3 separate regions of the Mus musculus genome follow, and regions 1 and 3 are each linked to region 2. The links are chromatin contacts, called in public HiChIP or PLAC-seq and promoter capture Hi-C maps. All regions are on one chromosome and are shown on one strand. The core of a region is the stretch at or near the end of the contact, and the rest is flanking DNA. Distances in the headings are between cores, read along the strand shown.

Region 1 (4,388 bases), core at 726-3,225, 110 kb after region 2:
GAGGCGTAAGCACCAGATAGAGTTCCAGGACAGCCAAGGCTACACATAGAAACCGTCTTGAAAAACAAAGACAAAAATCAAAACAAATCAAATTAATTCATTGATTGGTTGTGTGTGTGTGTTTGTGTGCCATGGGGGATCCTTGTGGTGAACAAAGGAAAACTTGCAGGAGTCATTTTTTCTTTCTTCCCCATTGGTCCGGTCTTGGGGATTAAACTTATCTTTAGGCTACGCAGCAAGCACCTTTGCCTGCCTAGAGGGGTGACTTGTCCAGGTCAAACAAACCAAAGCTAGAACTTGAATCAAGTTGAAGACAAATGGGGACCTTGTCAGACTAAACAAAACCAAGTGGACACTTCTATATGATAGTTAGTGGAAAATAATAATAAAATGAATCATGTCTAAGATGCATCGTCTAACATTCATAGTTTAGTCTCAGTAAAAGACTGTGGCTCAATTTCATTTACAAGAATCCATTCTGTCATAGGTGTAGCATCATTTTCTAAAGGAGAAGTCGCTCCCTCTAGTGACAGTCGTTGGAAATAACACGCCTAGCAAGAATTTAACCGTGGAAATTCCTTTCTCTGTGTGGAAGAAACAGTGCAAGGGAGAGAGGAGGAGACATTATTTACCAGAACTTCACCAAAATTGGATTACAGTTTCAGAAGACCTGACATAGGCATCTGTGTCACTCTCCATCCGCAGTTACTTTTATGAGATGTGTAATTTTCTAACCACGCCATTCTTATTGGTGCGTTTACCACTGTGATAAATGCCACGTCATATAGTTCTTATAATAACCTAAGTCGGTGACCCCTTTGCTATACTAAAATCGCCACCACTACAGTAAGCTTTATAGTAAAATTGTTAAATTTTCTATTTATGTGTGTAGATGGGTTATATTGTCTATGAACTTTATCGAAAAACGTTAAATGGTGTTTTGGAAATATTTGTTATACAGAAGGTGACATTTTTCTGGTAAATTTGAATTTGAGGACCACGAATAACTACCTTCTTTTTCTCAAAACAGAAAGGAAATGAATGTGTTCTTAAATATTAATCTATTTATGGATGCGGAAAGGAGGTGGGAGAAAATATGTATCAACTTGATATAGACTATGCATTTATGCCTATGTCCTAAAGTGACGTCACATCCCGTTCAGAGAACCCGGGAATCAAATGTCCAGGGCTCAAATCATCGCTCTGTCATTTTCTATGTTATTCTGGTAAGAGACCCAGTCTCTCCTTGTCTCAATAAAATGGATATCTTAATACATCAGAGGATTGTTATGCAAACTATTCGATGCCACGGTGCAAGACACACCAGTAAAAACAATCATTAATGATGACCACAAAATCTTTTCCAAAAAGAATAATTCCCAAAGCAAACCCACAGATCTTTGTTCCCCAGTAACGTCAGAGCTTAGAATAGAACTGAGTTTTTATTATTATTTTGAGCCAACGTGTATGCAGCCCAGGTTAGCCTCCAAGTCAACGATCCTCCTCAGCACCAGAGCACTGAGGCGACAGACAAGGGCCATCACACCAAGCTAGACTTCATTATTTTTTTCAGTTCTGTGGTGGTGGTGGTGGTGGTGGTGGTGGTGGTGGTGGTGGTGGGGAACCGTGGCATTCACCTTGGTTAATACAAACATTTGGCTCCTAGCTTTGTCTAATACCAGGAGGTGTTTTTACCGTTCCACATAAGTGGAAAGGGGATGAACTTGTTTGCAGACACAGACACACACACGGCTGCAGCCCGGATGCGGGCGAAGGGTCCAGAAGCCAGGTCCAGAAGCCCCGCCACTGTCTTCAGTCTCCTAGGATGATTGACATCCCTTTACGGAAACAAACGTGACAACCGCTATCCGCTACATTTACAGAAGCCAAACAAATACGGAAGTCACGAGCTGAAGAACCAATCAGGTGCGCTGCAGGTTCTCGCGAGACTTGCGGGCTGTGGCTCTGGCGTCACTGCGCTGGAGAGAGCGAGGGGCGGAGCTGGGGTTGCGGGGGACCGTGAGGGTTGTTGTTTGTAGGCGGAGGTCTGCGCGACTAGACCCGACATGAGCAGCCCGGAGCGGGACGAGGGGACCCCTGTCCCCGACAGCCGCGGCCACTGCGATGCTGACACTGTCTCGGGGACCCCAGACCGGCGACCGCTGCTCGGCGAGGAGAAGGCGGTGACAGGTGAGGGCCGCGCAGGGATCGTGGGGAGCCCCGCGCCCCGAGATGTCGAGGGCCTTGTCCCCCAGATTCGGGTGGCCGCAGCTAGGCAGGGAGAGTCACCTCCTTCCGTTCGGGGCCCCGCGGCAGCGGTGTTCGTGACACCGAAATATGTGGAGAAGGCCCAAGAAACTCGGGGAGCGGAGTCCCAGGCCCGTGACGTGAAGACGGAACCGGGCACCGTCGCGGCTGCAGCGGAAAAGTCAGAAGTGGCCACGCCAGGGAGCGAGGAGGTGATGGAGGTGGAGCAGAAGCCCGCGGGCGAAGAAATGGAGATGCTGGAGGCGAGTGGAGGAGTGAGGGAGGCGCCGGAGGAGGCAGGGCCCTGGCACCTGGGCATAGATCTTCGCAGGAACCCGCTGGAGGCCATCCAGCTGGAACTGGACACTGTGAATGCTCAGGCCGACAGGGCCTTCCAACATCTGGAGCAGAAGTTTGGGCGAATGCGACGACACTACCTGGAACGGAGGAACTACATCATTCAGAATATCCCAGGCTTCTGGATGACTGCCTTCCGGAACCACCCTCAGTTGTCCGCCATGATTAGGGGTCGGGATGCAGAGATGTTAAGGTACGTAACCAGTCTGGAGGTGAAGGAACTGAGACACCCTAAGACTGGCTGCAAATTCAAGTTCTTTTTTCGAAGAAACCCCTACTTCAGAAACAAGCTGATTGTCAAGGAATATGAAGTGAGATCATCTGGTCGAGTGGTGTCTCTTTCCACTCCAATCATTTGGCGGAGAGGGCATGAGCCCCAGTCCTTCATTCGCAGAAACCAAGATCTCATTTGCAGCTTCTTCACCTGGTTCTCGGACCACAGCCTTCCAGAATCTGACAGAATCGCTGAGATTATCAAAGAGGATCTGTGGCCAAACCCACTGCAATACTACCTGTGTCGTGAAGGAATCCGTAGACCCCGACGTCGCCCAATAAGGGAGCCAGTGGAGATTCCCAGGCCTTTTGGCTTCCAGTCAGGTTAATCTTTGCATTTGAAAATGCGGCCGGAACTGGTCCCTTCTCACCTGTGCTTGAGCAAATGCAACGGGTATGCAGTGTTTTGATTTCTTTCCTCCTGACTTTTCTGCATCTTCTATCTGGATAGTCTCCACCTCGAGATTAAGACTGGACATGCTTCTGCTTTCCCATGGCCTTCATGCTGTTCTGAATTAGTATCTGCTGGTTCACGGCCCTGGCTTATACCCTTTCTAAGCTCAACAATGAAACTGTATGTTACACTGCCTTTACACTGTTTGGACCCTATTGTTTTCAGTCTTACCTGTTTACTGCCACCTAGATGTCTTGCTTTAACTGGGGGCCCTTCTATTTATCTGTTCATCATGTGGCAACGTGGACACAGAGTTTTTGGACAGTTGCTGAGCCTAAACATTGAAGGAGTGGGCCACTGTCTGTGTGATTTTTTTTTTTTTTTTTTTTGGCACCACTTTCTAGGTTATATCACACTCCATTGTGTTTGCCAGTGCTCCTCACCCTCACTCTCCCACCTTTCTCCTGCTATTTTAAAGAAAAGTAGTTCAGAAACATCTGTAAGGCCAGGAGTCATTTATACTTAGCATTTCCTGAGAAGATACTCTGTAAAAGAGGAAACAACTCTGCCTTGTCTCCTCTCTTACCCACTCCCCAGCCTGGTTAGCAAGCTCTAAAAAGCTTCCAGGGAGACAGCTAGATGGAAACAGCTGAGCCCTTCCTAATATATGGAAGAACTAAAGAAGTTTTGATGGGTACTCTAAGCAGAAAAAGTGAGCTGAAAAGGCTTAGAATCAAAATAAGTCAGATAAAAATTGGGCTGAGAATGAAGACAGGACACAGCTTACACATCTTGGTCAGTCAGTGGTGATGGGAAGAGAACTAATTTCTCAGGAAAAAATATTTTCTCTGAGTGTTGAATGTTGCCTAGATAGTGCTTCTTTAAAGAAGCAGTGCAAGTTTGAGTTATTTTCCTCTCTTTATATGTGATCTGATATAAGTGAAAGTATAATATTTTGCCCATCTTTTACCAATATTTAGTAAAATGCTACTTGTTTCAACTTACTGAAAAAATTTAAACACTTTTGTTTGCATTTATTTGAAACCATTTGGAATATTGTAAGACAACTCACTCTGTAGACCAGGCTGGTCTTGAACTCAGAAATCCGCCTGCCTTT
Region 2 (4,283 bases), core at 510-3,009:
CCTATATTCCCTGTCTGAAACAGGGACAGTCTGTAACTAGCTACCCAGGCCCACTCTTCACAAGCCCTCTCATCCGTCTACCTGTAAACTGCAGTGGGCCTCAGAATCACTTGTTAGATGTCTTGGGCCTATTACACAAGTTGGGAGTCAGCAATAGGGAGGAGCTAGCATCTGTCTTCTGAACGATGGTCCAAATGCTAAAAGAATCATATTTTGTTACATCCTTTCCCCACCCTTGGAATCGTAACTGTGGCATTCATTTCCCTCCTTAATTGAAAGTATAGCCACGAACAAGTGTCCCTTTCCTGATTCACTCATGCCAGGCCATCATTACATAGAAAAGTTTTCTACATCACAGGCTTATATAAGAGACTGCATGTTTTTCTGCATGTCTGAAGTCAGCATATTGGAAGGACAAGGAAAAAAATGGGGAGACAGCCTGTTAAGTATAATTAATATGTGTTCCTTTAATTGATGAAGCCTTACAACTTGAAAAGTTTGAGGCCATTTTGAAGCTACCTATGACAAAATGGACTATTTGGCTTGCCAAATTATTAACCAAAATACCAAAATAACCAATGAACAGACCTGTACCCTTACCAACAGATTCAATAAACACATCGGAACCATCAGCAAGAAATTCCATAAGTACACGTGTACCATTGTCAACACAGCCAATGAGCGCATTTGTATCCATCACAGACAATAAGCACATCTATATCATCATCAATAGAGCCTATAAGCACATCTGTATCATTATCAAGTGATCTGATAAGCTCACTTGTATCAGCAGCAGCCTCAGCAGCTATTACAAATATTCATTTTGCATTACTAAGACTGCACGGAGAAGAAGGCCAAAACGCAAGTGACGTCAGAACAGGGTTCTTATTTCATCCAATACACAAACCCAGTGTTTAAAAACTGATTATAAAATACCACAGAAAATTAAAGATCTTCGTGAAGTATCATTATAGACAGATTCAGTACCTGCCAATTAACATCTTCCCTTGAGATGGAAAAATAAGGAATGCATAGAATCCAAACATGCTTGCCAAGTTTTTGTTAGAAAACATTTAAAGATACACTTTTAATGTTTATATGCAAAGAGTAGGCAGAACTTTATATCCAGGTTGCCTATGCTGTAAACACAAAGTGAGACACTCTACTACAAAAAGGAGGCTGCTTCTGGCCTGAAGCAATTCAGAAAGCCCACATTGCATTTAAACAGGGAACAAAGGGCGCTGAAGCATACAAGTACAAACATATCCTACAAAGAAAATTCACTTCGCATTTCTTTCCAAGTGAGTATGATTATAGCAATCCTCAAATATCTTTTTTTTTCATCAAATATCCTAAACATATGTAGAAAGCAGCCTTACTGAAACATCTTTATCTCCCCTCCTGTCGACCCCCCACCCCCAGCATTTGAAAAAGATGGAAGACAGTTTAGAGTTCAAGGTAGCTTCGTAGCAGCTTATGAGTGCCTTGCTCACAGATCCATGTGTAATGATGCTGAGTGGCAGCAACCTGCTCTTTAAGTGGCAGTCAAGAAGGAGCTTTCCAATCGATGGTCAGGGTCCTACTGCTTGAGATTCTGTTCATATTAAAGAGATTGTCCAGAGTTAAGGCTCAGAGCCATCTATTTTCAAGGATCTAAATCTACACAAAACGAGGAACCTGTCACAGAATGTAAGGTTCAAGAAAGAAAGAGTGCCTGAAAGGGGGAGGGTATAAAAGAAGGAACCACAAATGAGAAAGAGCTAGAGCTGGAGGCTGGGTTTCTGACAGCCCAGCATTTGTTTCCGGGACCAGCACACTTTAATTGATTCCAGGTGTCTGCTGAACAGACCCCTCTGCCTTTCTCACTGGAAGGTCACCAGAGGAAAACCTCATCTTTTCACTCACAGTGCCGTGTGGCTCCGAGTGTTGGGGTCCAGCAACTTCCTCCTGCTTTTGATTATCAACATTAGCTTACAGTTTAGAAAAGCAAAAGGCTGGAAAAGCAGCTACAAGAAACAGCCTTTGGAGGCCGGAAGGCAAGGCTGAGACAGGCCTCGCAGTTCATCGAGCAACAAAACCACCGAATGGTCCATTTCAGTGTGATGGAGATTTTTCTTTTTTATAAACCCCTTTCTCTTGCTGTTTTATATTATTTTACAAACACACCCTAGGATTTCAGAAGCTTGCAATCCATATGTAAGAATTTAATAATCTGTTGCAGAGGAAAAAAAATTAGATCTCTGTCCAAAAGTTCAACTTATATTTTTCCCTCACTAGTTCTCTGGATTCCCTGTAGTCAACTAGCTCCGACACAAGAGAGAAGTCATTTGTTTCCTCTGTGACTTATTTTCTGTCTCATGATACAGCAGAAACATAAGGAAAGGGAGAAAGAGTGACCCACTACAGATACTTCTCAGAAACACAACTCCAGAGCAGCAGAGTAGCTAAAAGGAATACTCTGCACCCAAGACTTGACAATCTTGTTATCTTTGCCTCTTTCTGTATAACAAAAAGAATGAAGTTTTAGTACAACTGTGTGCCAACTCTATAATCCTAAGAGCTTTTTGAGCATCACCTTATTCCATCCTTGGGACCTCATGGAGGAAAGATTCGTCTACATTTTACAGATATAAAAAACCATGTTGATAGCAGCTATGAAATCTGCCAGAGGACACGGGGCTAATTACAACAGAATCAGGACACAAGGACACAAACAAGACACTCATCTACCCCAAAGACCCCTTTGTTGGGTATGTTTCCGATGGGTTCACAAATTAAGAGGAAAGCCCCCCAAATCCACTACTGGGCAATGCACACTTGGTACCTCCCAGCTATCAACTCCAGCTTGAGCAAATCCCTTCCATCACAATCTTAAATCTCTTCACAATGTTTTCATCTCCATGTCTGATTAAATGAGGCATGGTAAGCTTATACTTTTCTGCCCTGTAAGCAGTGGTCTCCAATAACTGAGTGAGCCTTTTGTTTTATTTTCATTAAGTTCTAGATCATCAAATAAATACATACACTGAGTAGATCAAGCTTACAGCAATCCATCTAATATGATGGACAAGCATGCTGCCATTTCATCATTTTCCTAACATAAGAAAAAGTCTACTAAAGAATTCACCCCACCTAGGGGAAAACATGGCTGGCCAAATCATGAATCTATCTCCTCCACCTTTATTCCTTCATCTCTGCAGGTTTAGTGAAATGTGCTAAGGAAAGGCTCCGTTAAGGGAATCTATGCATGAGCCAAACAACCTACTCCCTGTTCTCCTTCCAGTGTCGTGTGAAAGCATCAACATCCTTCATCACCCACACTGAAGGATGTTTATGAGAGTACTGAGTCTCTGTGAAAATCTAGAAGGTTCTTTGTGATCTTTGGGCCAAGAATAATTGTTCTTTTATAGAGTAACTGACCTGATTTTTTATTCTCATGGACACTGTAAACTTCAAAACTGAGGAAGCCTATCATTTTGTTGCTAAATAAATAAAACAAAGCAATCTCAGGGTCCACATGTGATCCACTCGTGGTCATGTTGTGTGATACATTTTAGTGAATCTCACTATTCTTCTCCCAAGCCATTTCCCAACTCTTTCTCAGTTACTTTCTCTTCTCTTCTCTTCTCTTCTCTTCTCTTCTCTTCTCTTCTCTTCTCTTCTCTTCTCTTCTCTTCTCCTTTCTTTCTTTCTTAGATAGATTTATTTATTTGTTTGTTTGTTTATTTATTTAATGTATGTGAGTACTTTGTTGCTGTCTTCAGACACACCAGAAGAGGGCAACAGATCCCATTACAGATGGTTGGGAGCCACCATGTGGTTGCTGGGAATTGAACTCAGGACCTTTGGAAGAGCAGTCAGTGCTCTTAACCACTGAGCTATCTCTCCAGCCTTCTCAGCAACTTCCTATTTAAATTTTGTATTATGTGTCTTAAAATTTGGTGATGGTTTGCAGAGGTAAAGGCACAGTACAGGTAAGCACAGGTAAGAAAATAAAAAGGTGTGCACATTATTAAATTTTTAAGAAAAAAAAAAAAACCAGAATAATATGTGCTGACTCCAAAATATCATTGAATTGACCTTTATGGGATTCTGTTTAAAATCTCTATGAAACGCTTTTCTTAGACATACTTTCCTGGCTTGAATTTTAAACTCTTGCTGAAAAAAAATATTATTCTGTTTATGTACAGAAACTGCTATGACTTTTTAAAAAGGATTTTGGTTATTTGTGTGTATGCATGTATGTATTCATGCCACAGCACACATGTGGAAGTCAAAGGATA
Region 3 (4,231 bases), core at 1,039-3,538, 80 kb before region 2:
GCTATTGTCCCCTTTTATGAGAAAATTGGGGTTCAGAGTTCTATATCACACAGCTGGGGAGTGGCAGCATCAGGATTCAACACCAGCTGACTCCATGACTGAGCTCTTTCCACTACTCCATCCACCTTCCTTAAGAGCAGAGATTCATCCAGCTGGGTTTCATGTTGCTCTGCCCCACCCATGAATGAATGCACTTTTCCACCTCCGCCCACATGCCCAATTATTGTTTTGGACTGTTTGATGCCTCCTGCTGTCTGAACCTCATCGTCAGCACCTGCTATTGCTATACCTCCCTTCAGTCACATCTCTTGGGCATCCTCCTGTAGGTCCTTCTCATTCTACTAGAGTTATCAACAGGTCTTTGTGTTCGATCTAAGCTATGCCTGGGTGTGCATGCTTTTTTTTGAGTTTATATTTAAAGAGGAGCTTACACAGTGAAGAGTGTTGGGGATTGGCATCGGTTGAATGGAGCTGGTGCCTACAGAGGTAAGCCATGTGTCATCCACACTATCATAACATTAGTAATGAATACCTTCCTTCAACAAAAGATGGAAGGCACTCAGAGGAGCCTGACATGTTCCATCTAACCTATGCTTTATGAACTAAACAAAGGAGTTTATTTAGGGAAACTCTTTGATTTAATAGCTTATGGAGAATATAACCTTACTAGTAACCATCCTATATTGTAGAAGCCAACTTTGCTTTAATGTGTTTGCTGTAAGGGCAAGCCCTTGCAAAAACAGTAAAATTAGTATGTGCCTGTGCATTTATCCAGAAACCAACACTATTCCTGAGAAAGGATGGCTCTTTTAATTTACTCCTACCTCTTTTGGCCCCCGAAATAAGAAATGAGCTTCACTGCAAGGCTAGGCTAGGACTAGGCACCTGGATCTGTGTTCAAATACTTGGCAAGGTAACAAGTTCCTTCATTGTATTGATTAGTTGAAGCTGGAAATTACTGCCCACAAGGAAAACAATTCTCCAAATTCTGAGCTTCTAAAGTAGCATGAGAATTGACTTAGTCATACAGCACAGAGAGCAAAAGCCATAAACTGCCCCAGGGAATGTGGTCACACTTTACCAAAGACCATTTAAAGACTGATCAGTCCCATCTTATTCGGGGAACTCTCAATCTTGACAGCACTCATGCATAGAAATACCAGTTACCACTGTGGTTACTCAAGGAAATCTCTATGCTAATTATACCCCAAGAGACTTTGAAAAGTGGTCACTGATTTGGCTCAGCTCTATTTCAGTGGATGAATAAGATGTGTCTGTGTTTTCTGAGACATCGGCTTGAAAATAAATAATTGATAGGAGACAGTAGTGCTTAATTACAGCTCAGGTTTAGCACTCAGTGGATGACATTGTGTTCTGCATTATTTAGAGTCAACCCAGAGAGAGAGAGAGAGTTTTGAGCACTTAAGTATTTACATATGCATAACCCAGAGGATATTTTCTCTTTGGAAATGGAGACTACACAATCCAATCAGCAATTTTACTGAGCCATCTTGTCCCTAAAAAGCTTTTCCTGAGATTCTCTTAATGCTACATCATGTTCCAATTTCCACTTAGTGTCAAAAGTATCCTGGCAAGACTCAGACTCTGACGGATGAAAGGAAGCCAGAGAAGTTCCCACTAGGAGCAAAAGGCATGTTTGTCCTTACCTGAGACTGGGCCTGCAGGGATAGCCTCACTTCTTCACTCTCCATAGCGGCCATGCTACTTTTACCACAGGAGACTTTGTGCAGTTCTTCCCAGCACTCTTTGGGCTTGCCCTTGCAAATCATCTCCAGGAGCCTTGTGCTTCTTGTCCCGCTCATAGCACATTCATAAAACGTCCCATTAAGCAAAGCCACAGAGAGCCACATCACCGGAGCCACCAGTGAACTCAGTATGATATGGCCCAGGACGTAGAAGAAGCGGCAGCAGCGTCTCCTGGGAAATATTTTTTTTGGGTTCATACAGCAGCCAGTGAAGAGTCTCCATGCCTTGTTATTCAGAAAGAAGCCAAGGATCAGTAACACCCAGGCAGGGGCGAAGAGAAAAACCAGCCCATAGGCAGTATTCTCAACGCTGCAGGGGCACTTAAATGCCACCAGCGAGAAGAGACGTTCGCTACCCACGGTGAGCAAAGCCATGAAGCTGTAGCCAATAGCAGTTTTTTGGTTAAGAAAGAATTTTAAGATGCTCTGAAAGGCATCCATGTTGGAGACACACACACACACACACACACACACGCGAAGAGGGAAAGACGTTTGCCTTGGTTTTAGCACAGCAACTGTGGCTGAGGCTGAGGGTGGAGCTCTTTCAAAACAGCAATCCTGCTCAGTCTGCATCGAGCCAGATAAGGAAACAATGTCATTCCCCAGGAATGCTTTATTTCCCAACAACGTTCAGATAATGCCTCCTACTGGTGGTTGCTGACACTTGAGGGTAGCCAAAGAAGCTGAAAAGTAAACGCAAGTTCCTTTTAATAGTCTTTGCACGTGCTTTTGATTCCAAATCGAAAATGCTCATACAAATTATAAGTATAGAAATTGTCCAGTGGGGGGCTCAGTGCTTCTAGAAATGTGTTTCAGCCACTGACTGGTAGCCAAAGCCAGTCTCCAGACCCAGTGTTTCATGATCGGTTTCTTCTCTTGCTCTGTGCCCTAAGATTTAGTAGACAGGAGTTCTGACTTCCTAAAAGGGTTTTCTTCATTAGAGACCTGAAACATATGGGGTGGGGTTTTTAGAATTTGTGTGAGAAGTCTAATAACTACAGGGGCTTTAGAGAAAAGGAGGCATCCTCGTTTCTCTTCATGTAACGTCTTGATTCACATCATGATAGGTTTTGTTTTTCTTTTTCTTTTTGGTGGGAGGGGAAGTCACAAAGAAAATCTTTCTAAAACAGATGCCAAACCTGAGTTAGGATATCTTCGGGGCTCCAAACCACCCACCACTTGGTCATATGGACCATCGCTGAACCTCGGCATGGTGTTTCATACCAGAACATGTTTCACTCTGTTCACTTAGCAAATGCTAGCTGACTCCAGGTTGTTTTCTAGGACTGAACATAGTGTCACGTGTAGATTAGAAACTCACTCAGAAGTTTGATTTGCAGGTAGCTACTGAATTTGCAACGTAGTAGGATTGTTCAAGATAGGCAGTCCTCCTGTCTATTCAATCAACCAATGAGCACATGAATGAACATTTTTGTACTTCACATTATAAATGATTTAAGAAAATTGCTTCCATTTCTCTCCTACACTGCTCTTAATTTAAACATTAAGTTAATTCACACCTCTGAATGACGGCAGCACATCCAGTTGTCAGATTTCCATGAATAAGTGTAAGAAGCTTCGCCTAGGTGTTTTGTGAAAGGCCTTGGATTAGGAGTCAAGCAAGTAAAAGGCTACAGTCTTTGCTGTTATATTCGTGCTTCTCTAAAGAGCAGATTATACATTTGTGAGAGTTATGGCTTAGAAGAAATAGAGGGGCCAGCAAGATGGCTGTATGGGTAAAGGTGTTTTTCTCTAAGCCTGACTACCTGACCACTAGCCTCAAACCCACACAGTACAAGGGGAGACCCAGCTTCTAGTTGTTCTCTGACCTTATGCCATCCACACAGGCATAGACAAGCTAGCAAGCAAACAAATGTGAAATAATGTTTCAAAACGAAGTGAGTCCTAAACTGCTTAAGCACAGCTTGAAAACAAACGAAGAAAAAGGAGAGTGAAGGAGGCTAAGGTTTCTTGTTTCTAGGTTGTAGGGACTTTTGAGCCCTGTACCACAACAGCCACTTTTGAAAACTCAATTATCACACATTAATGTTGTCCCCACCACTTTCTCTTGCTCCTCCTCGAAGAGTTGACGTCTACAGTATGATTATGATAATTTTGTATGTTCAAAAACATGTTCTGGGGCCTAGACTGCCCAAAGCATACCCTCCTTAGACCAGTGATCCCCTGTCGTGGAACATGTGCCCAGGGTCACTTTAACTCTAAATTCTATGTTTTACTATGATCCGTGTGGCATATTTCATGCTGCTGTGTTGATGATTAATGATATTTTTGATTCTCAACATCCTAAAGCCTATGTGTTTTCTATGAGGGTTACTGGAAATCATTTTGTTTGTCTGTTTGGATTGCTTTAGTTTGACTTGGTTTGGTTTTTGAGACAACGACCTCTGTGTAACAGACCTGACTCCTGGAACTCTGTAGACCAGGCTGGCCTTGAAGTCACAGAA

The links. Promoter capture Hi-C pulls out the DNA fragments that hold promoters and counts their contacts. HiChIP or PLAC-seq counts read pairs in DNA pulled down with a chosen protein or histone mark.
Region 1: a promoter capture Hi-C map of pre-B cells shows a contact between it and region 2. The contact joins the promoter of Tspyl1 here to the enhancer-like site in region 2. A contact is called at or near these places in 13 of 39 promoter capture datasets (the C10 cell line, the HPC-7 cell line, HPC-7-derived erythroid cells and 8 more), 1 of 15 datasets of contacts at CTCF or cohesin (the NIH/3T3 cell line), 24 of 484 Hi-C or Micro-C datasets (B cells, CD4 T cells, CD8 T cells and 10 more), 18 of 115 datasets of contacts at active chromatin or transcription factors (the 230-238 cell line, the HPC-7 cell line, the SCID.adh cell line and 7 more) and 4 of 9 other capture datasets (adipose tissue, embryonic stem cells, liver and 1 more).
Region 3: a contact with region 2 is called in a CTCF HiChIP or PLAC-seq map of CD8 T cells, with 8 read pairs. The contact joins the promoter of Calhm5 here to the enhancer-like site in region 2. A contact is called at or near these places in 7 of 39 promoter capture datasets (the C10 cell line, the HPC-7 cell line, cranial neural crest and 4 more), 1 of 15 datasets of contacts at CTCF or cohesin (CD8 T cells), 2 of 484 Hi-C or Micro-C datasets (CD4 T cells and CD8 T cells), 2 of 115 datasets of contacts at active chromatin or transcription factors (CD8 T cells and heart atrium) and 3 of 9 other capture datasets (adipose tissue, liver and macrophages).

The regions. Positions count from the first base shown.
Region 1 is chr10:34,280,215-34,284,602 of GRCm38.p6, forward strand. Tspyl1 (testis-specific protein, Y-encoded-like 1) reads left to right here and starts at 1,976. Exons shown (of 1, transcript NM_009433.3): 1 at 1,976-4,388. The coding sequence starts at 2,067. The coding sequence ends at 3,206. All of the region lies in intron 1 of Gm26564 (a long non-coding RNA gene), which reads right to left.
Region 2 is chr10:34,174,557-34,178,839 of GRCm38.p6, forward strand. All of the region lies in intron 2 of Dse (dermatan sulfate epimerase), which reads right to left. Among named protein-coding and RNA genes, the nearest start is that of Dse, 31 kb to the right of the region's middle. Within about 2 kb of position 1,760, at least 56 of the 459 cell types and tissues checked have an H3K27ac peak or open chromatin away from gene starts, as enhancers often do. A contact at or near this core is called in CD8 T cells, the HPC-7 cell line, Th1 cells and 4 more, where this site is marked.
Region 3 is chr10:34,094,231-34,098,461 of GRCm38.p6, forward strand. It overlaps Calhm5 (calcium homeostasis modulator family member 5), which reads right to left and starts at 2,289. Exons shown (of 2, transcript NM_178908.3): 1 at 1,668-2,289. The coding sequence starts at 2,207. All of the region lies in intron 4 of Trappc3l (trafficking protein particle complex 3 like), which reads left to right.